Regions from separate parts of the Mus musculus genome. Here region 1 is linked to region 2. A link is a contact called in public Hi-C data. All regions are on one chromosome and are shown on one strand. Each heading gives the region's core, a stretch centred on a gene start, on an enhancer-like site or on the middle of the called end of the contact. The rest is flanking DNA. Distances are from core to core; before and after follow the strand shown. Region 1 overlaps Grik4 (glutamate receptor, ionotropic, kainate 4). Region 2 overlaps Grik4 (glutamate receptor, ionotropic, kainate 4).

Region 1 (6,321 bases), core at 3,129-5,628, 74 kb after region 2:
GCGTACTCTTTCAATGAAAGTGTGAACAATCTGGAATAGAGTCAGACGTAGTAGAAACTATAGTTCTAACTAGGTGAGCCCAATTTTGACATTTTTTTTTCCTGATGAGAACTCTGGATGGAGTTGAGGACAGCCAGAGGCAGTCATCAGGAAAATGAGGTCTCCAGGTGCAAACAGTCAATGGGGAAAAAAGGGCTGGGGCTGGGGAGAAGGCAAGATTCACCTGCCATCAACTAAGGATTAGAAGCCTCCTCCGGAAGCATCATTATCCTACTTTGCCATAGGGTCTGTGATGATCAATCTTGACTGTCAGCTCGATGGGATTAGAACCATGCAGGATGTGAGCCCTGGGGCACACCTGTGAGGGTGTTTTCGGGGAACTTGAACTGAGGTGAGAAGATCTGCTCCGAATGGGGACAGCACATTCCCCTGCACCTAGTTCTGGGCTGAATGAGAAATGGGAAACTGAGCAGGACTGGTGTTTCAGTTCACCTCTCTCTGCTTCCTGATTATAAGTACCATGTGACCAACCCTCCATGCTCCCTGTCCCCACCCACTGGGCCTTCCTGCCACAGTGGACTCCCTCTTGTCAAACTTCACCCAAATAAACCTTTCCTTTCTCCCTTCCTCCCTCTCTCCCTCTCTCCCTCCCTCCCTCCCTCCCTTCCTCCCTTCCTTCCTCCCTCCCTCCCTTCCTTCCTTCCTTCCTTCCTTCCTTCCTTCCTTCCTTCCTTCCTTCCTTCCTCCCTCCCTTCCTTCCTTCCTTCCTTCCTTCCTTCCTCCCTCCCTCTCTCCCTCCCTTTCTCCCTTCCTTCCTCCTTCCCTCCGTTCCTTCCTCCCTTCCGTCCTTCCTTCCTTCCTTCCTTCCTTCCTTCCTTCCTCCCTCCCTCTCTTCCTTCCTTCCTCCCTCCCTCCCTCCCTCTCTTCCTTCCTTCCTCCCTCTCTCCCTCTCTCCCTCCCTCTCTCCCTCCCTTTCTCCCTTCCTTCCTCCTTCCCTCCGTTCCTTCCTCCCTCCCTTCCTTCCTTCCTTCCTCCCTCCCTCCCTTCCTTCCTCCTTCCCTCCGTTCCTCCCTCCCTTCCTTCCTTCCTTCCTTCCTCCCTCCCTCCCTCCCTCCCTCCATCTCTCCCTTCCTCCCTTTCTTCCTTCCTTCCTCCTTCCCTCCCTCCCTTCCTTCCTTCCTCCCTCCCTCCCTCCCTCCCTTCCTCCCTCCCTCCCTTCCTTCTTCCCTTCCATTACTTTTGTCAGACACTTTGACATAGCAACGAAAAAAACACCTAATATGGAATCCAATAGGTAAAGCAGCTGCCACATGAACATCTAACCTAAGGTGAGCATCTAACGTAGAGTAAAGGTCACACTCCCGCTGATCTGCGGCTCTGCCTGCTTCCAAGAAACAAAGCCCTGCTTCCACTGAGGTTGCTGTTTATCTCCTGTGGCCAGCACAGAGGAAAGGGGAAAGGACTCCTCTAAAAGTGACCTCTCAGACCTAAAGGATGGGATTTGTTCGGAAGACCCTTGGGCTGTCACTTTACAAGTCAGGTGCCAGGTTTAGGCTTCAAGAAGGCAGGTGACCTCAGACCACCAGGGCACAGTGTGGCCATCTTGATGACAGGGAAGCCCCCTGGTGCAATCAACCATGGCTAGCCTTGAATTCCATCTTCCTTCTGCCACGATCGTTCTCCGCTCTAACCTGACCTCAGGTTTTGACATCTCCCACCCTTGGTGGAGTTCCAAATTCTGCCTCCTGAATCCCGAATAAACCTCCTTGCTGGATCCTCATACCCTTCAGTCCAAATCTCTGCAGGCTGGAATGAGAGGAAGGGCATGCGATACTTAGAAGTTACCCGTGACTATGTGGGCTACATATGTGCAGAGGCATCCTAGGGATAGATAGGGAAGCGATTCCCAGGCTGGACTGCAGCCAGCCAACCCCCTGGGCTCCTTTTAGCTGGAGAGCTTTTGTGGGATGAACTGAATTCATTTTGGATGTAAGGAGATGAGTTATCCCCCCTATCCAGAACTCCCATGCCCAGATCTCTTAGAATGTGAAGAAATAATCCATTAATCTACCCGATAAACACTGGTTGAGCATCTATTATGTTCCTGTCAGTCACTAGGGTTACACAGATGGGTAAGACAGACTTGGTTTGGACTTTATGAAGCTTAGAGCCTAGACAGGGCTAAAGAACTGTGAGTGAGGTTGGTGAGATGGCTCAATGGATAAGAATATTTACTGTGTGAACCTGAGTTTCAATATGCGTACACGCATAAACTGAACATGGCCACTATGCCTGAACCTCGGGGCTTAGATGTTGAGATAGGTGGATCCTGGGAGCTGGTGGGTCAGCCAGCCTAGCTGAAATGGAAGCTCCAGGTACAGTGATGGAGACCAAGAGCAACAGACCAGGAGATCTGATGTCTTTCTCTGGCACACATCTGTGAACATGAGTGTGTGCAGCCATATATATGTGTGTATATAAATGAGTGTGCCATACACAGACACACACACACACATACCTACCTGTGAAAGTGACAACACACTCAACCTGGTGATGTGTCAGGATGACTTCAGTGGAAGAGTGACATTAAGGAACGCCTGGAAGATGGACAGGGCTGGCTCGCCGTAGATGGGAGCAGACGATTGGGATAAAGGCATTCACCCTTTCTCCAGAAATTAATTGCCTTTTTCTCTGTGTGTCTGCCCTGTTTCCCCTTCCTGTAATAATTTTAGCAATTTCAATTACTTATGGCTAATCTCGCTGATAAGCCTTTGGAAAATAAATACAAACTCAAGTCTGTTTGGCAGTAAAAGAACAGAGGGGAGGAAGGCCAGCTGCACACACCTTTCCTGCTGAAACACGGAGCGCCTGGGACGTGGAAGGGTGATTACTGCAGAGCTTGCTGGGACCTGGCTATAATTGTGACAGAAAAGACCTAAACAGGCACTGCTTCTGTGGGCCACATGGGGCCTCCATTCAGTGTGTCGTTCTTCCCGCTTTCCAGAAAACAGTTCTATCCCCAGGACATTGTGAGTTGGATTGCTCCCAACCAATGTATAGAGAAACAAGTCCAAGGCTTAGAAAGACCCTCGGAGACCTCCTCGTGCAAAGCCATAATAAACAGACAGCGAACTAAGCTCAGCAAGAAGGAATGGCTGGCGTAGACGACGGAATGACTAAGCGGGGCGGTTAAGAGCTAACTGCCTGGCTTTATGATCTGGCTCCACTACAAGCAAGAGACCAAGGCATTATCAGCCTCTGCTCTTGTAAATGGGAACAAAATAGCTGTTTCTGCTGGAGTTGATGTGAGGCTTACATGAGAAAATAACCACGGTGCAGTGTTTACAGGGCCATGCCCAGAGAAGTCATTCAATAAACAGCAAGTACAGCCATTGCTGTCACCCAGCATCCGTGCCGGGATTAGTCGTTGGCGTCCCGGGGGCTTCACTGCCAGTCTGGTTTTTCTCGACTCCTCCTGCTGCCATAACTATTCTCCTTAGCCTCTCTCCAGATTCCCCCAGGGAACAAGTCTGGGGAGCTGCTGCTTTTAAACACACCCCCACAGCGGCAGCATTACAGGAACGGTGGTGATGACATAGATCCAGGCTGCCTGTGAGGCTAGAGGATGCCCAGGCTCCTGGTGCTCACATTTCCAGCTTTTCATTGGCATCCTGTGAGACTTTCGACTTTACCCCTAAATCTCTACAATTCTCCCCACCAAGGTGGCAGCTCCCTCCTATGGCACATCGACTGCCTGAGCCCTCTGACAGTAGATTAGGGTGATCTTATCTTTCCTATTAGGAAGTGATTGCAGCTCTTGCTGGGTTCATTAGCAGCTGGAGAACCCCTCCAGATTTATTAGCTCAAACCCCGCTTCCTCTTCACCTCTTCTTCTCAAGCCGCAATAACAGAGACGGCTTTGCCCAGAGCCTTAATTCTTCATGTCCTGTATCCAACCTGCATGTATCTTGTGAAATAAAGATTCCTCCAACCGCCGTCAAGCAAGCTGAAGGGCAGAGAGACTCCATTCCATTCCACTCAGCAACCGAATGAAATATATTTCGTGTGCACCCTATCTAAGCAGGCACACTCAAAGCCCCACAGCAATTGTGGTTACTGGGGAGCCAACAGGTGCTAATACCCACTCTTAGGATCAGTTCTCATCTAAACAGACAAGACAGGGTCCTGGCGTCAACTGATCTTGCAGCATACACAAAAGAGAAGTACAGTAGCAATTAGTAATTCAATAATGTGGCAGAGATTCCTTGCTGACGGCCAAACCTATTTCCCCTTCTGCCTAGGCACTAAACTACATTTCCCAGACATCTTTGCAGGGAGGTGCAGCCATGTAATGAGATCTAGCCAATGGAATTGTAAGAAGTGATCTGTAGGACTTCAAGGCTTGACTCATAAATTACTCTGTGTGTGAACCTCCATGTTTTCCCCTACCCCTGACCTTCATGAGACATATTTATAAGCTAGAAAATGCCTGGGACCCTAAATGACCTTATTTGAGGCTATTTCTATCCCAGCTATCCTTGTCGAACTTCCGGTAAGAAATGTAAGATCTGCCTTCTATATCTGTGGGTTCTGAATCATCGATTCATCCAACAGATGATTGAAAATAGTCAGGGGACATAAGGTCTGGGCTGAGCAAGCGCAGACACTTTCCTTCTCACTGTTCCCTAAATGGTTCCAAATAATAGCTGCTAGCATTTACATTACAGTAGGTATTCATATAGAGACCATTTAAAGTATGTGGGAGAGAATGCCACATCATAAAGGAGGGACTTGAACATCTGCATCTCTATTATCATTATTATTCACAAAGGGCCCTACAACCCATCCCTTGCCACAGTAAGAGACTGCGTGTTTGCCTCTGCATAGTGAAGCTGTGGGATTTGTGAGTTGAATGGCTGTAGTAGTTAGCTCTGCTTAGCAGCTACAATGCCACCAGTAGATATTTTCAAATCCCTTCTAAGAACCTTTAGGGATAGGCGTTACCCCTATACACACCTCACTAATGGGAAAACCAAAGTCCGAAGAGCCCCAGGTCCACACAAGTCCCTGAACACCTCAGAAGCAGGGCTTCTCACCTGTCCTGAACATCCATCGGGGCTTGACTCTCAAACACCAGCTGCTTCCTCTTATTGCAAAGCTTCTTCATTAGAAGGGCCCTACACTACAGCCCTGCGGTCTTGACTCTCCCAATCTGCAAACTCTAACGAGAGAGAAGAAATTTATCTGAGCATTTCACACCCACTGGAGTGGCTCTCACTAAAAGATAAAAATTAAGAAATATTGGCAAGATTGTAGCAAAACTCTACCTCCTGTGCATTGCTATTGGGAATGAAGCATGGTGAAGTCACTCTAGAGAACAGTTTGGTGATGTCCCAATACATTAAAAGGTGATGACTGTCTAGTGAGTTCCCTCGTTAGGTGCATACCCAGGAAGAGTGAAAGCAGAAAGTGGGAGGGACACTCATGTTCATGGGACTATTAGCCACAATACCAAACACCGTGAGCACTCACTATGTGTTAATGCAGGATGTGATGCACATGCACGATGCTATATTATTCAGCTTGAAGAAGGATGAGACTTAAAGACATAATCTACATAAAACAAGCCAGACACAAAAGGATAAATATTGTATGACTTCATTTCCATGAAGCAGGCAGTCATTTTCAGTTGACGGTGTAGAAGTGTGCTTTGTGGCCAGGGCGTGTCTGGGAGGAGGAGGGGATCAGGGTTATAAGAGTAGAGTTTCTGTTTGAGAAGATGGAAAACGTAGACATGGAGGGTGATGATGGTGGCCAGCAATTCGAATAGGCTAATCCCACTGAAAGACACACTAAACTAAACTGGTAAACTTTATGGTGGGTATTTCTATCATAACAGAAAGAGGTTTTTTTTTGTTGTTGTTGAGACAAAGGAAATGAAATTCTGATACATGGTACGATATGGATATACCCAGAAAACATCACCCTGAGTGCACTAAGCCAGACACCAACCAAGACATATTGTTTAAGGTCCCTGAATGAGGAACAAGAAGAGCTGTATTCACACAGAAGAAAGAACAGAGGATGCCAGGGGCAGGGGAGAAAGAACAGGAACTGTTGTGTTTGGGTTTCCTTGGGTTTTAGAAATGGTGGTGATGGTTTATAAACGGGAATGTGTCGATACCACTGAATTGTAAACTTAAATGCTTGAAATGGCAAATTTAATGTTATATATGTTTACACAGAGAGAGAGGGAGGGGGAGGGGGAGGGGGAGGGGGAGGGGGAGGGGAGGGGGAGGGGGAGAGGGAGAGGGAGAGGGA
Region 2 (6,555 bases), core at 1,192-3,691:
GAGCCTAGAGGCTATACAAACTAGGGTGCCGTTGTATCATATCAGTAGGTGCTGGCTGAGCCTTTGGTGTGGGACAGGCCTGGCTCAACTCTTGCTGTGTGATCTTGGACAAGTAATTTCACTTCTTTTGACCTCAGTGTGCTTACCCATCAAGTGGGGGTAATCAGAACCCACTTTCTGCAGCAGGGGAAAGGTCAGTGAGAGAGTATTAGTGGGTTGTGAGCATGGGCCTGGTCCACATCTGTTGTTGGATGATGGTGGTGATGAGGCTGCTGCTGAACATGATGTTGGAGCTCAGCTCAAAAGGAAACACAGCTGAGCCCACAGTGAGTAGCAGGCTTTCTAGCAGGGCCCTGGCATTGTGGAAAGCCACAATGACCTTGTGCTTCTGTGTGACCCATGTGGGGGCCCTCTCAGGCCTCATGTCATCCCATTCATTGGGTATCTGTGGGGAAACAATTGCCAATTGGAAAGTAGGCACTCTCCATATCCTATGAACCTCTGGAACAGTAGATGGTGTACCCCGCCCCCAGCTCCGCCCCATCCTCGCCCCAGCTCCGCCCCAGCCCCGCCCCAGCCCCGCCCCGCCCCCAGCACCTTACAAATTCTCTCAACTCCTGCTGAGCTGTCTCTGATCAGCTTCTGCTCCAGGAAGTCCTGTGCCCCTGCACCTCGGCTCCCTATGCCTCTTTGGGCCTAGCTTATGCCTGCTGCTCCCGTGGATTCTTTCTCTTTCTTGATGGCCCTTTACTTAACTCTGTAATTGCATCTCCACCTCTGTAAGGCTCTGGGAGAAAATGCTGCTCAGAACAGGATGGTGCTGAGCATCCCAAAAGCCCTCATCCCTGGGGAGATTGCCTCTGAAGAGCACAGAACATTTCAATCAAGGCCAGGTAAGGTTGGAGAAAGGGGCTGACATTCTCTATGACATCCAGAAGGGAAGGGACTCTGAGGCCATGCCTCTCTTCTGTGATCACAAGCCTGGGTCATCGAACTAAACTGGGTTCAAGCCCATCACTGCCAGGAGGACTGGTGGAGTTGATGACTAGATAATCACATGTGATTATGTAACTGGATTGAGAGAGGAATGGCATCTTGACTTTGGTCCAGTTGTTACTGAACAGGGAAGAGGGTGGACAGTGTGTACACATCATTTCATTATTAGACAGATGCCAGTACTCAGGGGACAGGCAGGATGGCCGATGTGGGTGGAGCTTTCTCTGCTCTCTTTGTTTGTTTGTTTGTTTTTGTTTTTGTTTTTGTTTTTCTGGGTTGGGACAGTAAGTGTTCAGAATCTCTCAACCTAATCCTGGCTGTCCTGGAACTTGCTTTTTAGACCAGACTGGCCTTGTGACTTTAGTAAACCCTCATGGCTTCCCCATGCCCACTTCTCACTTTACCATGAGATAACAATGGCTGACTCGGGATCCTTTAAGGCTACTTAAGATTGTACATCTTGTGAGTGAAGCACGGTGCTTAGCAATAACAATGGCCAACTAGGGATCCCTTAAGGCTAAGGGAAATTGCACACTCTGTACTGGAAGCACAGTGCTTAGCATATAGTATAACTTTAACAAATGGTCATTAATATTGTTTTTTCTTTTCTAGAAAAATTCACCTTTGCACCATGACAGTGAGGCTTTGTTGTTGCTGTTTTATTTTGTTTTGTTTTTAAATAGAAAAATCTCACTATGTATCACAAGGCTGCCCTTGAACTCACAATCCTCCTGCCTCAGCCTCCTAGGTGCTGGAATTACATGAGTGAACCTTCAAGTCTCTTGGTTTTATGCTTTTTCTTGAGACATTTCCTGTGAGCTGGGTGTGCTAGATGCATAGTTTTAACCTCAGCACTTGGGAAGCAGAGGCAGGTGGATTTCTTCATGTCCAAGGCCAGCCTGGTCTACAGAGTAAGTTCCAGGATTGCTAGGGTTATATTGAGAGACCATGTATACTCCCTCAAATCCCACAAAAGGGGCAGAAAAGGCAAGTTTCCTGAGACTCCCAGCCACATCGTCCATCCTGCCTGTGCAACCAGTGTCCACTCACTGGTCCCCTGAACACTGGTGTCTGTCTAATGAAATGATGTGTATTCTCTCCTCTCCCCTCTCCCCTGCTGAGTAACCCCTGGACCAAAGTCTAGACGCCATTCCTCTCTGAATCCAGTTACATAATCAACATGTGAATATCCAGCCATCAACACCACCCATCCTCAGGACCATTCGAAGTTTTCATCTTTTCAGGAGCCAGCCCTCCCATCTCTCTCTCAGTCACTGAAGGAGAGAAGGCAGAGTCTAGTGTGCCTCTCTCTGTTCATCAGGTCAAGTGACTTGAAACCCCACTAGAGGGCGCACACCCCACTCGCTAATCATGAACCCCTAATGTCCAGGATAGCATTAGCAGGGAACCCAGGTCCTTACTGGCCAGAGCAATTGTCAGCAGGGTGCTAATTACACTTCTGGAAGGGACAGAGTAGGCAGGTCTGGGCTAAGCCAGGAGCCAACCACAGGGCCTGCTCCGTGCTGAAGCTGCCCCTCCACCCCCACCCCCGGGCTCTCCGTGCCAAGTTCTCTGCTGCTCAGCCAGGTTAATTAGCAAAGCATCTCCACCCACTCCAGATGAGAATCTGCACACTTCTGTCTTTCAATCTTTTCATCTGCTGCATGCAGGCCTTTCTCCCGCCATCCCCATCTATGCAGATGCCCAGGGAACTGGAGTCTCAGAGCAGGGAGGCACGGACTCTGACGGAGCCAGGGACTCACGGCCGGCCACTGCTGGCTTTTGTGTGCCTGGGAAGTCATCACTTACACTCCATAATAGCACAGCGTCCTGTTTGCATCATCAGGATGGATGCCCACGCCACCCACCAGGGGTGGTCAGGGAAAATGCCTAGCAGTCACATGGCATCCGCAAACGTTGCGTGTCCCTGCCCAGTGGCTTAGACAGGGAGCCCATCTCTTGGCTGTTCCTGAAGGATAAGGGAATACAATTGTGTCTAGTTTTGGTCACCTGTATAGGCGCGCTAGCACACACACACACACACACACACACACACACAATTTATGCTCAGTTCAGTCATCTGTACAGGTTTTCTCACCTCTCCCAACCTCCTCCCTAAGCCTGCTCCCCGGAAAGCTTCCATTCAGAGAGAGCCCCAGCCACTCTTCACACGCCTGCTCACTGTGCCCAGCCTGTCACAGTGGTGCTGGGGGAGGCAGATGCCAGAGACCCATTAGCATTCATTGGGGGAGTGGCAATGTCATCTCTAGGTCCAAGTCATCCCTGGTGCTATTTCTTGAGGTGACAGTCTATTCTCAGGGTTGGATGGATTCCCTTAGAGTTAAATTAAAATCCCTATGAAATATTTACTTGGCTGGGCACAGGGCTCGGTGACTGGCCTGCGAGGACAGATCGGAAGAATGATTGCGGGCTGTGGGGAGAAGGGGCTAGCTCGTCGCTTGAGGGTGAAGCCATAGGGCACAGGGTCTGAGCTGGGTGGGGGGGACTGAGAAGACAGTGTTAACTTTTGATGTCCCCTGACAGGTGTCTGTTCACTGTGCTCCTTCCTGCTGTTTGTGCTCAGATAGACATGTGCCTGAACCAAAGCTCTGCCAGCATACAGTCCAATGCTCTGCCTCAAACTAGACCTATTTCCTCTGAACACCCTGTCCCTCTCTGTCTCTGTGTCCCTCTGCCTCCTCTCTCTCTCTCTCTCTCTCTCTCTCTCTCTCTCTCTCTCTCTCTCTCTCTCTCTGTTGTACATGTGTGTATGTGCATTTCCATGTGTGAGTGCAGGCTCATGAGTGGCATGGCAAGTGTGTGGAGGTCAGAGGAAAACTCCGGGCGCCAGTCCTTGCCTTCCAAATCGCAAGACAGGGTCTCTGTGCAGGTTAGGTTTTTTTTTTTGCCAAGTTGATATAACCCTAGTCGAACCCGGATAAAGGGGATATCAGTTGAGGAATTGCCTGCATCAGATTGGCCTATGGCATGTCTGTGAGGGCATTTTCTTGATCGTTAATGATGTAGGAGGGCCCAGCCCATCCTTGTGGGTGGTGTCATTCCTCAGCAAGTCTGGGCTGTTTATCAAAGTTAGCTGAACACAAGCCATGAAGTGAGCCAGTAAGCATTCCTTCATGGTCTCTGCTTCAGTTCCTGCCTCTAGGTTTCTGCTTTGAGTTCCCGCTCAAACTTCCCTCCATGCTAGGTTGTAACCTGGAAGTGGTAAGTGGAAATAAACACTTGTCTCCTCACATTCCTTTTTTGGTCATGGTGTTTATCACAGCAACAGAAAGTTGACTAGTATGGTCTCTTCACTGTTCACTGCTTGTGTGTCAGGCTAACCAGGCTTCAAGCTTCCAGAATTTTCCTGTCTCTGCCACCCATCTCACCATAGGAATACTGGCACCACAGATATACCCTACCATGGCAGCTTTATGTGAGTTCGAAGGGTTCGAACTCGGGTACTCCTGCTTGCATGGCAAGCACTTTACCATGCAGAGGCATCTCTCTAGCCTTCACTGGATGCCCATGTGATGGGCCACTCCCAGCCCTCTTGGACTCATTATCCTGCTTCATCTTCATTACATGAGGGCCATGATCTAAAAGTATCTTGCTAGTGGATCAAGCTACCGGTGATCTGGAAGAGTGAGAGTTCCAGGAGACAAGGGACCCCTACCTGTCATTTACAGTCTTGGCTATGTCTACAGAAGTGTCTGTCCTTTGCTTAGCACCCAGGAAGCGCTTGCTGAATGGATGTGATCGAGGAACAAAAGGGCGGAAACCTCAAAGAGGAGCCAAGCACGGAGTCTCTCAGCTCAGTTCCCAATGAGGGCAACTTAAGCAGAGTTTACTGGCTCAGGATAGAGCCTCTAGGCTCTAGGTACTGGCCATGCAATAGATGTCATTTACTTGGCATCTCTGTGCCTCAGTTTCCCCATGCGGAAAACAGAAGCAGTGATAAGATATATTCCACGAATATATTGCGAAGTTTAAATCAAGAAGCACATAGAAAGCAGCCAGGACAGGACCTGGAATAGGACATGCCACGGGAGAGAGTGCTGCTATGACTCTGTCTGTAGCTTAAAGTGTTAACTTTAATTCCATTTATTAACCTAATTGCTTTAGAAAATTCTATGTAGATTCTGAAGAGTGCAAAGAAATCTCATGATGGGAAAATCGATATGTATCATGCACACCTCAGACTGTTTTTGTCATAGTGGCGTGGAAAGGAAACAGCATCCAGACTTTGAGTCTCAGTGGCGATGACTTCCTCACATTGCCACCATGGTGGCTGTCACCACTCCTGGCTTTCTGAAGAATGGCCCCAATTCACACCGCTCAGGGAATGAAAGTAGAAGCCTCTTTGAGGTTTCAGGATAATACACTTGTTTCTTCTTACTTTTTCTTCTCTCTCTCTCCCTCCCTTTCTTTCTAGGCAGGGTCTTATATAACCAAACCTAGCCTCAAACTCACTATGTAGCTAAAGATGGCTTTAAATTCTGACCCTCCCTCCTCCACTTCTCAGGTAACAGGATTACAGTGTGTGGCGCCACACCCAGTTTATGTCGTGTTTGAGAAAGGACGTGGAGGCTCCAGCGTGCTAGGCAGGCAAGCACTCTTGCATCTGAGCTACATCCCCAGCCCAACACATCTAAGTGCCCATTACTGAGATCATCCAGTCCATGTGGAGATGCTAATCTCTAACAAGGCCATGTGCTTAGAGACACGAAATCCCCACCTGTGGCCACTCCCTTTTTGCTGCTGTCCCAGCCCTGCTTGTTAGGGTCTAAGAGGTAGTGGTGATGGTGGTTGGGGACAGGGTTGGGGAGGCTGACATGGGATAAGGCTCACAGGCTCCATCACTTCTCAGGACTGCAGCCTTAACGGTGAGTGGCCTTTCCTACACTAACTGTGTGTTCCTTGTGCCACCATGTTATGAGATCCAGGCCTGAGTAATGCGGGCCCAGGCAAGCTCCTGCAGGCTCCTCTGGTGCTCTGGTGCCCTGACAGGATGGCAGCTTGTGGTACCATAGTTCACCTCCTTCCTACTCCGCAGGCCTGTAATTAGGACTGGTGTGATTCACAGGCTTGTCATTAGGACTGTTTTGGTTAGCTGAAACAAAGTATCCAACTCCTGGGAGCGCCACAGAAAATATCCAGAGACCTCCCTGAGGGCCCCTCTAAAGACTATGGGGGTCCCTGGAGGACCTTCTTTCCTTTCAATAACTTCCTGAGCAGCCTCATCTCAGAAACGGGTTCCTGGGCTACTTGGCTCATCAGGAGGGAACACTGATATGGCCAGCCTGACACTAGCGGCCATCTTTGAGAGAGAGTGAAAAGTAGACAGAATGGGTAAGGAGCTGAAAAGGGGACCTTTGAGGTGTTGATAAGGACAGTGGTGTGTCCCCTTGTCATAATTCCTCAAGCTGATTCATAGCTTGTACATCTCTCTGTAAACCTGGATCAGCTTTGTTTGTTTCTTTTTGTGTGATTGTCTCCGTGTGCCCCCCTGTGTGCACTTGTACAGAGCCCAGGAGAGTCTTGAGTGATCTCTCCTAT

What was found. Hi-C and Micro-C count contacts between places; a contact is called where the count stands out from the background.
Region 1: a contact with region 2 is called in a Hi-C map of cerebral cortex, with 3 times the contacts expected there. The contact joins two enhancer-like sites. A contact is called at or near these places in 6 of 484 Hi-C or Micro-C datasets (cerebral cortex, embryonic fibroblasts, liver and 2 more) and 1 of 115 datasets of contacts at active chromatin or transcription factors (embryonic stem cells).

The regions. Positions count from the first base shown.
Region 1 is chr9:42,643,448-42,649,768 of GRCm38.p6, forward strand. All of the region lies in intron 8 of Grik4 (glutamate receptor, ionotropic, kainate 4), which reads right to left. Among named protein-coding and RNA genes, the nearest start is that of Gm36590, 27 kb to the right of the region's middle. Within about 2 kb of position 4,379, at least 7 of the 459 cell types and tissues checked have an H3K27ac peak or open chromatin away from gene starts, as enhancers often do. A contact at or near this core is called in cerebral cortex, where this site is marked.
Region 2 is chr9:42,570,985-42,577,539 of GRCm38.p6, forward strand. All of the region lies in intron 13 of Grik4 (glutamate receptor, ionotropic, kainate 4), which reads right to left. Among named protein-coding and RNA genes, the nearest start is that of Gm36590, 99 kb to the right of the region's middle. Within about 2 kb of position 2,442, at least 32 of the 459 cell types and tissues checked have an H3K27ac peak or open chromatin away from gene starts, as enhancers often do. A contact at or near this core is called in cerebral cortex, where this site is marked.